Regions from separate parts of the Mus musculus genome. Here all the other regions are linked to region 1. Evidence: chromatin contacts called from public HiChIP or PLAC-seq and promoter capture Hi-C data. All regions are on one chromosome and are shown on one strand. The core of a region is the stretch at or near the end of the contact, and the rest is flanking DNA. Distances in the headings are between cores, read along the strand shown.

Region 1 (3,179 bases), core at 196-2,695:
CAGTTCAGCATTTAGCAATCAGTGCCTATGTGGAGAGTTTCCCCGCCAGAGACTTCTTCCTAGATCCTTGCTCAAACAACCTCTCATCTTTGTCTCTAAGAAAATGAGCTGAGAGACAAGGTAAATACACAATGGACCTCAAAGCTGCGCCCTCGCTCTCGCTCTCTCTCTCGCTCTCTGTCTCTCTCTGCCCCTTATCATAAGGCACACAATACCCTTATCACTACTGTCTCCGACTGGCCCGCTGTAGTCTCTCCAAACAGACAGTCGACTTCATAGAAAACGTGACGTTTCACAAACCCCATTGTCTTGCGTTGTGTATCTTAAGAATATGAGAGATTCTTAAAACACTTGTTGAGTTACCGTACACTTCTTTTGGCCCGGGACTGTCTGTCCTCCGGGGACAAAACCGTGCCGAAAACAAAAACAAAAACAAAACTGTCTCACGAACGACAAAGCTGTCCCTAAAGCGACTCAAATGCAACTTGTCCCAGGCAGGCACACTCTGAACTGAAAAAGTTTTAAGCATGCCCACATCCAGGGTTGACCGCTACACAGAGTTTGCATAAGTTGAAGTACCACGGTTGCAAACACTGAGGGGTGAATTCACACCTCGTCCCCGCTTCCAAGTCCCCACCACCCATGCACTAAAAACTTCAGCTCTCGGGGTGAAGTCCTGCTAACAACCTGTAACTTCTTTGTCCTGGGTCCAATCACCCACCCTCCGCTCCGAACCCCGTAAACCACAATTCTCAAGTCCCAGACAGACCTGCTGCGAAGTGCAGGGGAGAAGACTTTCGGCCGGCCATGTCCTTGGCATTCACGTTCGCGGCGTCCACCAACCTCTTCACCCGGGACACGTCCCCATTCCGACAGGCCTCGAGCAGCTCCCGCAGGGCCCCACTCACGGCTGGGACCCCCGGGCCGAGGCCCGCCGCCCCGGCTCCCAAAGTTGCCGTGGAGCCAACTCCGGCCGCCTCGGGACTCTCCGCTAAGCTCGAGCCAGGGGAGGACGGGGAGGAAGACGAAGACGAAGTCGGGGAAGAAGCGGACGACGCGGAGTTGTTCCCGCCGCCGCCGCCGCCGCCGGCTGGGGTGGGAGCGACCCCGACGGCGGCGGAAGCTGCCGGGACCGCGGCCGGAGCAGCCACGGTGCAGACGGCGCCGTCCACCGGGTCGGGAGATCGCGGCCTGTCGGGCGGGTCCCGGCTGCCATCCCCCTCCGGCAGCGCCAGGCCGTGCCGCGGGGAGGCGAAGGGCGCCAGGCCGCCGGCCGTAGGCGAGGCAGGGGTGGGTCCCGGGGCCAAGCCCGGGCTGAGCGGCGGGGGAGGTGGCGGTGGCGGAGCCGAAGCCCCTGGGGCGGGCTGGAGCTGTTGCTGATGATGGTGGTGATGATGCTGAGAGCGACGCGACGCCGCCATCTTCCCACTCCCCCGTACTGTCACTGCGGCAACGGCGCCACCGCCCGCCCTCACTTCCGGATTCTGGACCAATCGGGATCCAACATACCCGGAAATGATTCCTGCCGAAGTGGGTGGAGTCCGAGAGAAGAAGGGAAGTATTGGAAGCTCAGAGAACAACCAGCCTGGGGGCGTGGCTTAGTAGTGGAGCGACGGGCTTTTGTGACGCCCTGGCGGGCTGGCTGGGCAGATTTGAAAGTTGTGGTGAGCCACTACCTGTCTGAGAAACTTCTGCCTTCCTTCACTTTCTGCGGGATTGCTTCGGTCGGCTTCAGTCTTCCCTCGGGTACCCGTCAGTCTGCGGTGTCTCCCTTCAGAAGAAGCTATTAAAGTGTAACTTATGCAAACATCTACCAAACGTCCTCGTCCGAAAATGGAATTAATAGTACCCACCTCACAAAGTTGTTTGCAGGAATGAAGTGAGCTAATGCATACAAACGCTCTGAAGAATAATTATAATTAGCACATTGGGAATATTTTTAAATGCAGTGTTAGATATCTCTCCACCTTACTGTCTCTTTGTACTGTCTCTTACGTCTCATTCTGACACGGGACAGGAGGGAAGGATAAGGGAACTTTATTCTCTAAGAGCATTTGTACTTAATACCGGAGAAAGGAATCCATGCACATACACACTGTCAATAGCTCAGTGTTGGGGTCTGAGAGTCGGATTATTGAATTTATACCCTAATACTGATTAGATCATGGACATAGCTCAGAATTATCTGAACTACATTATCTTTTTCTGTCAGCTTATAAAGGAAAACACACACACACAAACGACAATGAGATCTTTCTCAGGTGCAGGAAGTTCTGCCAGGTGATCAGGTCTGATTTAAGCCATTTTTGACATAACAGTTCATAATGACCTTTAATTTGATGGGCCCTATGTAAAGCTTTGTGGAATTCCTTAAGATTAACAAACCTCAGGACATACAGAACATAACAGGGGATGTGACCAGCATGACCCTTCTCTGAGTCAAACTATTTTTCTATGTCAAAGGCTGGTAGGCATATTACAGCAACAATATGAAATAGCTGGCAAGCATGGAACAAAATGGCCGCAACTATGCTAGTGGGTCAGGAGGACACACCGCTTGGTTTGTCTCTTCAGAGTTAAATCTGACTAAGGATGCTCTGAGAGGCATGCAAGACTCACTGGCATTGGGAGTATGCAAACCTAACTAGACAGAGAATAAGAAGGGACAGGAATGAGCAATGGGGGAGCGGGGTGGGGGAGGGGGAGCACCAGACGAGAATCTCGGAGACTGAGCAGACCACATGACATGAGAGACGTGGCCGTACTCTGGAATGACTGACTTCTTTCTTCTGCTTTGCTAGCGCAGAGACAACAGGTAAAGCAAGTCTCTAAAATGTTAATCCTGTCCTCTCAGATTACAGACACTTTGAAAAGAGCAGTTCAAAAATCTGTCCTGTCTCTGCTCCTTGGCGTTCGTGGCAATCGGCTGCACAAACTCTCATAGTCTGGTGAGAGTTTTCCCTGTAAGTTTTCTCACTCTGTGTATTAGTCTGGGTTCTCTAGAGTCACAGAACTTATGGAATGTCTCTATATAAGGGAATTTATTGTAATGACTTACAGTCTGTAGTCCAACTAACCCAACAATGGGCAGCTGTGAATGGGAAGTCCAAGCGTCTAGTAGTTGCTCAGTCCCACAAGGTTAGCTGTTTTAGCTGGTCTTCTGTTTACACTGGACTCCC
Region 2 (3,179 bases), core at 192-2,691, 1.2 Mb after region 1:
CAGTTCACACGCTACTTTTATTAGAACCATTTTCGTTTTGTTTTGTTTTGTTTTGTTTTGTTTTGTTTTGTTTTGTTTTTCTAATGATTCTACTAACTTCACGGATGACCTTCCCTCTGGTACCTTGAAGAAACAAAGTTCTCTCTTGGACCGACTCCTCCACCGGAGCCCCTGTTCTGCCACTGTACCTTCTTCCTGTTCTGAGACCCTGTATAGCCTTGTGGGCTGGGTGAGATAGCTCAGCCCTGCCAGCCCCTGTATCAGTCTCTGCTTCTATATTTCCTTACACCCTTGGCAGCAAGCCTGAATTCAAACTGCCTCGATGCCACAGTCAGCTTCCTGAGCATCTCTGCTCTGCCCTCCCCCCCCCCCCCAGGCTTCTCTGTGTTCGACTCCAAGTAGGATGGGAGACCACGTGGTTTCTTTGCCCGGCATGTACGATATGCACAATTTTGCTGCCCACCAAACAGGCTATCTGAACAAAGAGGGGGGGGGGGAGAGAGAGAGAGAGAGAGAGAGAGAGAGAGAGAGATATCCTTGTGCTGTCTAAGCTGTCTGCTTTGTGATCTACACCATGAGATTTTTTTCCGCTGGAAATCTTAGTGTTATTACTATGCTGAACTTGCTGGATGCTCCTGGCTATGCTCAGACTGTCCCAACTCTCCTAAATATAACCATCCTGGTGCCACTAAACCTGGGTGAGTTCAGAATGCAGAACTTTACGCTGAGAGACATGCTGGACCAGACAGAGACAAAACCTTTAAATATTGTCATTTTAAAGGAATATTGTCATTTTAAATGACCGTTCCCAGTTCAAGAAAACAAAACCCATGTATGAGTTTCCCCAGATTTGGATTTGCATTAAAAGACACACTTTTATTTCTCGGCAGTGACTTGTGCTTTCTTTCAGAGCCCCTCACTGTTCGTTTTTACAAAAGGAATTTGGTTTTCTCTGGCTTCCTGGGACTCCCCGTGCCCTTAAACTGCAGTCGGCAGCGGAGTTCAGACTAACTGCTTTCGTTCCCATTTCTGGTCTTCAGGCCTGTCTGTCACAACGAGCTAAACCCAAACAAACCATTCCAGGGGCCCCCATAAAGCCACGTGAGAGCTATGACAGGAAGAGAGTGGTTTCAGAAACTACTTTGAAGGGACCAGAGTAATCTCTTTAGCCCAGAGCCCTGAAGATCCTGTTGCCAGAAGTACGGATATGATAGCTCAATTCCCCCGCACTCAAGCTTCTTCCTCCTCCTCCTCTTGCTTCCAAATAAATAGCTCTCTGGGGCAGTGATGTCTACATCAAAAGCCACTTGTCACTCAGTGGCCTTCCCAGATGGGAAAGTGTTTGTTTTGGCTGAGAATGACAATTTTCTCTGCATCCGGAGGTGGACTCTCTCGCAGGCCTAAGCAGGGTAAGGTTGCAGCTGCCAGTTCTTCCCAGCTGCCATCCCCCAGAAAGGTCAGAGGAAGTAAAGACAATGAAGGCCGGCTTCCCCAGAGCATGCGTGCATAGGCACAAACGCACGAACCTAGAACTGGAGACTCCCAAAACGGAGCAGAACCTGCTGGCTGAGAAGGCCTTTAATCTCATCTCTGGAGTCTAGTTAGCAACATCAGTGCTTGGCAAACTCTGAGATCTTGATAGAGGGTGAGTACACACATGGAGATCAGAGGACAATTTGTGGAGAGCCCTTGCTTGCCCATTTTGTTGCGGCAAGGTCTTGTTTCTGACACAGAGCAGGGTAGTACCCGACTAGCTGGTAGTTCACACGCTTCTAGATGATTCTCTTGTCTGCACCTCCCTTCTTGTTATAGGAGGAATGGGATAATGGATACCTGCCTCTACAATCAAGCTTTTAGGTCAGTTCTAGGAATTGAACTACAAACAACAGTAACAACAGACACCACTCGTGAGGTAAAATATCCAAATCTTAACTGTTTAACCACTTCGTGCATCCAGAAGACTCCTAAGGAAATGTATTTTCATTCATGTTTGTAGAACATGCCAACCCTGGAGGTCGTCATGTCTTGCCTGGAGATCGTCTTGCCAGTCACGCATCACAATGAGATGACTGTCTGATGTTCTCTGAGGCCTTAGCAGTTGTGGCTATTTTGGTTGATAAAGACTGTGGCTTTGTTTAGTTATTAAGAGCTGTAATAATCTTGGCAAGTTTTCTGAAATCCCTTTTGACACCCCTCAGACACTTTCAGTGGGGTACCACATGACCTCAGTATTCTTAGTGCAAAATACATTTGCCCATCCCACAGTTTATGGGTATCTGGATTTGGCAAAATGATTATGATTTCTATGCATTTATGTGACATATTTTCTTTTATTATTATCTTTAATTGAAAATTCCTACCATGTAATCTGATTATGGTTTTCCCTCCCCCATCTCCCGAACCATCTGACTCTCCCCCATCTCTCTCTCCCTCCCTTTGTTTTTCTCTAGAAAACAAACCAGAATAAGGACAGACAGACAGAAATATGGAAGGAAAGAAAAACATTGACAGAACACAAGAAACACACACATACAAACAAAATCCACAAAAACACGGAATCAGAAGATATAATATGCAAGAAAAAGACAACTAAGATAAAAGGTGCCCTAACAAAGCAATATGGAACGAACAAACAAACAAACAACAAATAAAAAATCAAGTTTTGTGTTTGTGTGTTCGCCATCTACTCCTGAGCATGGGGTGGGGGTGCCCTTAAATGTGCCTTATATATCTAGTGAGACTCCATTGAAGAAAATGAATTGTTATCGATCACTTCTGGGTTAGATCCATTTCCCTTCTCACTATTGGACTCTGTCTAGCTTGAAGCTGTGCAGACCCTATGCATGCCTCCATGCATTATTCTGTGTGTCCATGGCTTTTTCCTTTCAACTATCAGGTGACAGTCCATTGTATGAATGCAGCATAGTTTCCAGTGTTCATTCACTTTTTCTTTTTTAAGCTGGTAGACAAAAACAAATTGTGCCCATTACTTGGGTACCGTGAGTTATCTGATACATGTGCATATTGTGCTGGGATCAAATGACATTAAGGAAATGTATCTCATTAAACAGCCATTACTTCCTTATGGAGAAAGCATTTGAAATATTTTCTTGCAGCTTTTTGTTTTTTCCCTTTTGGAATAGTACATTGTATGTAACCTATCATCGATAGCAACAGTT
Region 3 (3,179 bases), core at 286-2,785, 1.1 Mb after region 1:
GACCCCTCAGGAGAATGTAATGCTGCTGGCGCCGTTCCACCAGAGTTTTCCTTATGTACTTGTTGAAATGATTGACTGGTAGGGCAATGTGGTGGACTCTCGGTGGAATCAGGCAGCTCTTGGTTCCCATCTCAACACTACCACTTTTCACCTGAGGAGCCCTGGCAAAGGATAGGACCCTTCTGGACCTGTGTTATGCTGTGTCAAATGTGCTAACCCTGCCCTGTGACGTTGCCTGGCACGTAGTAGGTTCTTCATGAATGTTAGTACGACTCCTATTCACCTTCCTATCAGTCTTTCCGTACTTAAATGGGTAATGAGGGACATTGAATGATAAGTAAATTCTCCTTATGGTCCCTTTGCACTCCTTACATAGAAGCCACACATATCCAAAACATGTCTTCTTCCTCTTTCATATTCTATATAGCGCTGCCAGTGTTAACACCACATAAAGGCGAAGAGGGGGAGGGTCTGAGTGGTGCCTTCCTTCTCTCCGTGGAATCATCCTGATTAAGGATGTAACACCGCGCTGCCTCTGTAAAGCAAAGGGAAGCAACCAGATGTGTTGAGGGGGGGGTGCGGGGGAGGATTCCGTTTTCACTCAGGCTTGGCCCTGAGCAGTAACTTCAGTGCCTGGCTTCTTAGGGAACACCCAGGGCAAGGTGCAAGTCTGTCCTACTCAGGCAGCTGGAGGAAGGGAGGCGACTGGCTGGCCCTCTCCTGAGAGTTAAAAAAGATTTTTCGCCCGAGGAACAATATCTTGAACTCCTTGTATCTCAGCCAGTGACTCACGCACTGGAAGCGGTGTAAACACAGGTGGAGGACCTGGGTGCCCCAGCATGATTGAAGGCCGGTCCTCCAGGCCAACATTTGCATTCCACTGTTAAAACACTAAAGTTCAAAGAGATGTGCTGAGCCATTTGCTAGAGGCCTGGACATGAGGAGCTGAGCAGGACCTGAAATCTCTCAGCCAGCCCTGCTCCAGCCGGCTTGTGGTTCTCCTAGGATAACAGTACGTGGCAGTGAAGGCGCTCACGCCTCTTTCAGAGCCCACCGCCCTAGATCTTATTATTGTACTCCGGATCCCCTCTCTTCCATGTTTCGTTCTTTTGCTCCCTCCCTACCAGGGTCTCCTAGGGTCGGCTGGGTGGAGGGATGAGAATGCATTTACTCCGACAGACACACCTATCTGTGCATTGTGGTTAAGGAAAGCTGGGAGCACCAGAGATCTTCCAAGCAGAACTGCGCTGAGCTGGGATTGAGCTGGGGACGCTCTGGGGGGCTCAGCTCCAGGTCTAGGGGCGCCAAGGCTCGGGCTGGGGGCGGAGCCTCGCTGTGGCGAGCGAGGGGGCGGGGCGCGGTGCGGAGTTCCTAGGGACCTGGGCAGGGGCGATCGCCCGCCCTCCTGGACTGGGGACGAGCAGAGTGGCGGGACGCGCAGGCCCGGTGGAGACGCGGGGCAGCGGCAAGGACTGCGGGGGTGCGGCGGGAGCGGAGCGGGCGGCGTCACCCGAGGCGGAGGGGGCGGAGCCGCGATCGCAGCTGCCACCCGGCCGCCGGGCCCAGGCAGAAGTCAGCCGCCCGCGGCTGGGCAAGCACTCCGCGCAGACACGCTAAAGACAATGCTCCGAGGCGTCCGGCGGGGCAACGGACTGCTGGGTCACCGACGGCGAGGCTGCGAGACCGCAGACCCCAGGTGAGCCCACCACTCTCTCTCCAGATCCCGCCGCTTTTTGTCTGACGAACGTGGCGGCCCAGGGGCTTTCGCAGAGTCGCTGCGGTGGCCCGGCGGGCCAGCCCCTGCTGGCGTCCCCAGGGGTGACAGGCTACCGATCCGGAGCGCGTGGAGAGTCCGGACCTCGTGCTCAGGGTTGTGCCCTCGGTGCAGGTTCCGAGACGGGAAAGCTGGGGAGTCGGAGGGGTATTTTCAATTCTTTTGAGAAACGCTCGCTTTGAAACTGGGAAACTTTTCCTTGGAGTTCCGGGAAGGGTGATCGACTGCTGTAATGGTTTTACTGGTCTTGCTGGTCTGGCTGCTCTGTTTTGTGTGTTGGGAACTGCTCCTTTTGCAGTGAGTATTGTCAAAGGAGCAGAGGGGCAGAGGCCGTTCGGGCTGCTCCGGCCAGACCCGGAGGTGACGAATTGGGGGTCCAGGGAAGCCACCTTTAGGCTGCAGCTGATCTCTGAAGGAAGGTGCTATCTGTTTGATGAACCTTGGTGATCATTCCATACCTGGAGCTAGCTCCCAACCTTTGCTTGTGATGTCCCCTCTGCAGCCGGGCGCACACACCCACATGCACCCACATGCACACGCAAGCACGCTTACCCTTGGAAAATAGAATCTCTGCTTGTGTGTGAGTCCTGGGAATGCGAATGGAGGCGGCTGAGCAATTCTCAGCCCACAGCGCTCGCTCACTGTGTCTGTTCTCCCAGGTAAAGCTCAACCATGGTTTTGCAGAGCCTATTGTAGAGCCCAAAGGTCTAAGGCTGAGGAGTTTTGCAACGGATTCAGTTCAGACTCAGGTTGGAAAGGCTTAACTGATCACAGTTCTCAACTCTACCTTACAGCCCCTTCTGAGGAGATTTGACAGGAGGCCCCAGAGAAAGCAAGTTGGCTTTCCTAGGGTCCCTCAGAACTTTGCTCCCCTTATTGGATCAGACTGCAGGCTTCAAGTCCACACTCCTCCTACTATGATTGCTCAGAAAGTAGAAAATAAAAAGATATGTAGATACCATTATATACCCTCAGTGCTGGGGCTGGGGTGAGGTGGGGTGTTAGGGTAGTCATGTCCTGCTTTCTCCCTAGACCACGCTGGCTAATGGAATATAATGCATTAATCTATATACTTTCCATACATACTATACCTTTGGGGGGTTGCATTATTATTTTTTTTTTGTAAAATACAAGAAGCAATATTATTTAGATGGAAAATTGTGGAATTCTATCAAGTAAGGCATGAGCAAATTTGGGTGCAAATAAGAGGGGTTTTGACCTGAATACTTAGGATCTGGCCACCCTGATTCTTCGGATTCTTTTTGAGATGGGGGTGGGAGTGTATCTGACAGCTCAGCCTTGTAAATCGTAGCGCCCCGAAGTTTGCAGAGGCAAAGCTCTGTTATTGTGACTTGGATCACAAAGAAGGCTGCGGATCTTTTCCTGATCTTACACTTGCAGCCTC
Region 4 (3,179 bases), core at 402-2,901, 1.0 Mb before region 1:
TTGCAGACGGCCCCTGGCTTTGTTATAAAACAGTATACACAAAACTTTCCAAAGCAGTATTGCTGATAAAATAGCTAATTTCTTCAGGTGAAGAGGCAGTTTTTCAACTCTTCCATTCATTTAAGAGGCACCAAGTCACAACTGAGCTAAGATCTATTTTTGCATTGATTTGCATACGTTTCGATCTCTCCTGTCTTCCCCATTTAAACAGTTCCCACTTTACCAGTGGATAGTTCACGCAGGTCTGAGTTGGGTAGATGGATACTCTTCTTTAATGTTTGGTTTCACTCTCTGTGTTTAAGTTTGCACAAGCGTCCCAATACTCTCACCATACTAACTGCTTTAGAGTCAGTTCGGGTTGTGTACGTCCCCTTTATTAGGATGTAAATTACCTGTAAGAACACTTTTTTACGTTATAGTGGGATGGGCAGTTTCTGCTACTGCACACTCAATTCTGGGAGACCTTTAAAATGGTAAATATAATTTCTTGTATTCCAGATAACACATTTGCAGGAGTGAAGGCGAAACAGGATATCACAAAACTGACAAAATTCACGAGCCCCAAGTACACCCCCGTCCACCACCGGCGTTTTCAGTAAGAAACGCACCACAGCCGCAAATTGTTTGTAAATTCCGAGTGTGCCACATAAAGTTGTGATTTTCCCCCCTTTAAAAACACCCTCCACGCACCTTTGCTTTGGGGAACCCAAAGCTTTTAGCCCTTGTTACTCTACGCCCCCACCCCCACATTCGACCTCTCCCAGGTTCGGCGGGGGTCTCCGACTCATCGGAGAAGAATGCGTCCTATGAGTTATCTATTAATCCAAAATGTCTCAGCTAAGAAGATATTTCACCCAGAACTTTTAACACCGAAAGGGAGGGAGGGAGTAAGAGAGGGAGGGGAGCTGGGGTCGGAAGTATCTTTTACTGAGAACTTTCCCAGAGTTTCTCCCTTCGCCATACCTCCCTCCCTCCAATTTCCAGCTGCAAGACGCAAGAACCCAAGTCCTGACCCTCCCTGGTCCCAATCATCTGAGGTCACCCGGGAGTCAGCTCTCGATTCCGCTTTCAACATCCCGAGTAGACAAAGCTGAGCATTCTACTTACAAAAGTCTCGGGAAAGTCCTCAAAACTTATGCAATAACCAGAGGCAGGCGGACGCGCGTGGACCCAGTCCCGCGCCCTCCGGACGCCCGCGTCCCGTGCTACTCCCCCCAGCCCCGGCCCGTGCGCCCCGCGCCCCCCAGCCAGTCCCCCTCAGTACCTCCTCCTCCTGAAGGTTGGCCTCGCTCGGGGTGTTCTCCTTCTCGGCTTTGCCGCCGCCGTTCATCTTCCCGGTCCTTCGTCGCCGCGCGGGACTGGGGCGCGGGGTTGGAGGCGAGGGCGAGGGCGCGCTCGCCCGCTGCTACCTTCCCCCGGGGCGGGCTGCGGGGCTGGAGCCGGGCGGCGCAGCGGAGAGCCGAGACGGACCGGCGGGCGGGGACCTCCGAGAGGCCGGGCGAGCCCCGGAGTCGGGACGCGGCCGAGACCGAGGAGGCGAGGCGGCGGGCGCGGTTGGGACCGGAGCCGCCGAGGACGCGCTGCTGGCAGGCTCTGGGCAGCGGGGCCGCACGCAGCGCGCTTTCTCTCGCCTTCCTCCCTCCTCCCCTCCCTCCTCTCCTCCCCTCCCTCCTCTCCTCCCCTCCCTCCTCTCCTCCCTCCGCCCTCCCTGGACGTGCGCGGCCGGACGCAGCCCAGAGAGACGCGGATCGGGACAGCGAAGCCCCCCGCGAGAGGAGGGGCGCGGGGCGGAGCGGTCGAACCCAGGGCTGGGCTGGGCTGGGCTGGGTTGGGCTTGGGGGAGGGGGGGTCGGCACCGGGGTCACGAGGCCGCGGGGACCGCGGGCGGAAGGTCGGGCCGCCCCTTCTTTCTCCAACCCCGTGGACCTAGGCGTCTGGGCGGGCCAGCGGCGGTGGGCTTGGAGAGGGGGCTCAGAGCCGAGGACAAGCCTTTCGGGGTAGGGGTGGGGGGCACATGGACTGGAGCGCGCTACTTTTGTTTGCTTGCTTTTCACGACGGGTGTGCACCCAAACCCACCCTCCGTGGCAATACCCGCCGAGACTCGGTTCTTCCCGGGCAGAAAGGTGACGGGCACGCGGGACAGCCCACCACCGAGCCCCGCTTTTGCAGGACACCGCTTGCCACCCCATTGCGGGTGCCCGAGTACAGCGAAACCTCCCAGCCTCCCCCCGCCCCCCCCACTTCGGCCGCTATCGCTCTCTAGGCTTCCGGCCGCCCCTGTTCAGACTCGCACAGCCGGCACCAGACTGTTCTGGAATCGGGTCTGTTTACATCACTCTACGGGGAGCCCCTTCCTGGAATACAGGACTACGTCCTGTTTATCTCTGCCATAACTTAAGTAGGCTACCTGGAGCGTAGTCCCGGAGCGTAGTAGGCCCTCCATATGTACTTGTTGACTAAATATCCCTCACTGCCCCTCAAAGGTCAAGACATTTATCTCTAGAGAATCAAAGCAATTACCCAACACCGGATGACCGCATAGCTTCCACTTCCTCATCTATAAAATGAATAAATATTTCATACATATATACACACACATACATATTCTCCCATTTCACTGATTATATATATACACACACACATATATATTACAATCATTATATGTGTGTGTGCATATATGTATGTATGTATGAATATATATATATATCCCAGGGTTTTAGAGATTATAGGTGGGGCGAGCCTCAGGTTCCTAACACCCATACTTGCACAATTGTGGTTTACAATAGGCGGAAGCTAGCATTATTATTAAGGAAGTTTCCATTTTCCTGGTCCTAGAGAACTTTTCCAACAATAGATCCTGTAAGCTCCTAGACTTTTGACTAGTTTGGACAGACATTTAAAACCCACGATTCAGCGGATGGTGCCTGTCTCTCTGAGGAAGTTCGTCTGGCATGCCGCACCAATCACGATTTCTCATTTATGGCTTGGTTTAACTGTTTATCTCTTTCTCCCTACTCCACATTCTTTACCCTTCCCCGCTTTGTGTGCGGTTGGGGGTGGGGTGAGGCGGGAGAGGGTGGGAGCTGAAGATAAGGGCCCTGCCTTTAGGCAATTCAAAGTAGTGTTGTGGAGACAAGATACCCCAAACAACTCCAAGGCAACATAGTCGCTGAATCCT

The links. HiChIP or PLAC-seq counts read pairs in DNA pulled down with a chosen protein or histone mark. Capture Hi-C pulls out chosen DNA fragments and counts their contacts.
Region 2: an H3K4me3 HiChIP or PLAC-seq map of pro-B cells shows a contact between it and region 1, with 5 times the contacts expected there. The contact joins the enhancer-like site here to the promoter of Tnks in region 1. A contact is called at or near these places in 2 of 39 promoter capture datasets (the HPC-7 cell line and pre-B cells), 2 of 115 datasets of contacts at active chromatin or transcription factors (astrocytes and pro-B cells) and 1 of 9 other capture datasets (liver).
Region 3: a promoter capture Hi-C map of liver shows a contact between it and region 1, with 2.2 times the contacts expected there. The contact joins the promoter of Prag1 here to the promoter of Tnks in region 1. A contact is called at or near these places in 1 of 39 promoter capture datasets (liver), 1 of 115 datasets of contacts at active chromatin or transcription factors (extraembryonic endoderm stem cells) and 1 of 9 other capture datasets (liver).
Region 4: a contact with region 1 is called in an H3K27ac HiChIP or PLAC-seq map of extraembryonic endoderm stem cells, with 2.7 times the contacts expected there. The contact joins the promoter of Rbpms here to the promoter of Tnks in region 1. A contact is called at or near these places in 2 of 39 promoter capture datasets (the C10 cell line and pre-B cells), 2 of 115 datasets of contacts at active chromatin or transcription factors (extraembryonic endoderm stem cells and pancreatic cancer cells) and 1 of 9 other capture datasets (adipose tissue).

The regions. Positions count from the first base shown.
Region 1 is chr8:34,964,245-34,967,423 of GRCm38.p6, forward strand. Tnks (tankyrase, TRF1-interacting ankyrin-related ADP-ribose polymerase) reads right to left here and starts at 1,446. Exons shown (of 27, transcript NM_175091.3): 1 at 770-1,446. The coding sequence starts at 1,421.
Region 2 is chr8:36,157,935-36,161,113 of GRCm38.p6, forward strand. Gm38414 (predicted gene, 38414) reads left to right here. Exons shown (of 4, transcript NR_151736.1): 3 at 1,813-1,912; 4 at 1,997-3,100. Among named protein-coding and RNA genes, the nearest start is that of Gm38414, 3.5 kb to the left of the region's middle. Within about 2 kb of position 1,442, at least 91 of the 459 cell types and tissues checked have an H3K27ac peak or open chromatin away from gene starts, as enhancers often do. A contact at or near this core is called in the HPC-7 cell line, astrocytes, liver and 2 more, where this site is marked.
Region 3 is chr8:36,093,293-36,096,471 of GRCm38.p6, forward strand. Prag1 (PEAK1 related kinase activating pseudokinase 1) reads left to right here and starts at 1,536. Exons shown (of 6, transcript NM_172911.3): 1 at 1,536-1,696.
Region 4 is chr8:33,928,212-33,931,390 of GRCm38.p6, forward strand. It overlaps Rbpms (RNA binding protein gene with multiple splicing), which reads right to left and starts at 1,652. Exons shown (of 8, transcript NM_001042674.2): 1 at 1,265-1,652. The coding sequence starts at 1,330.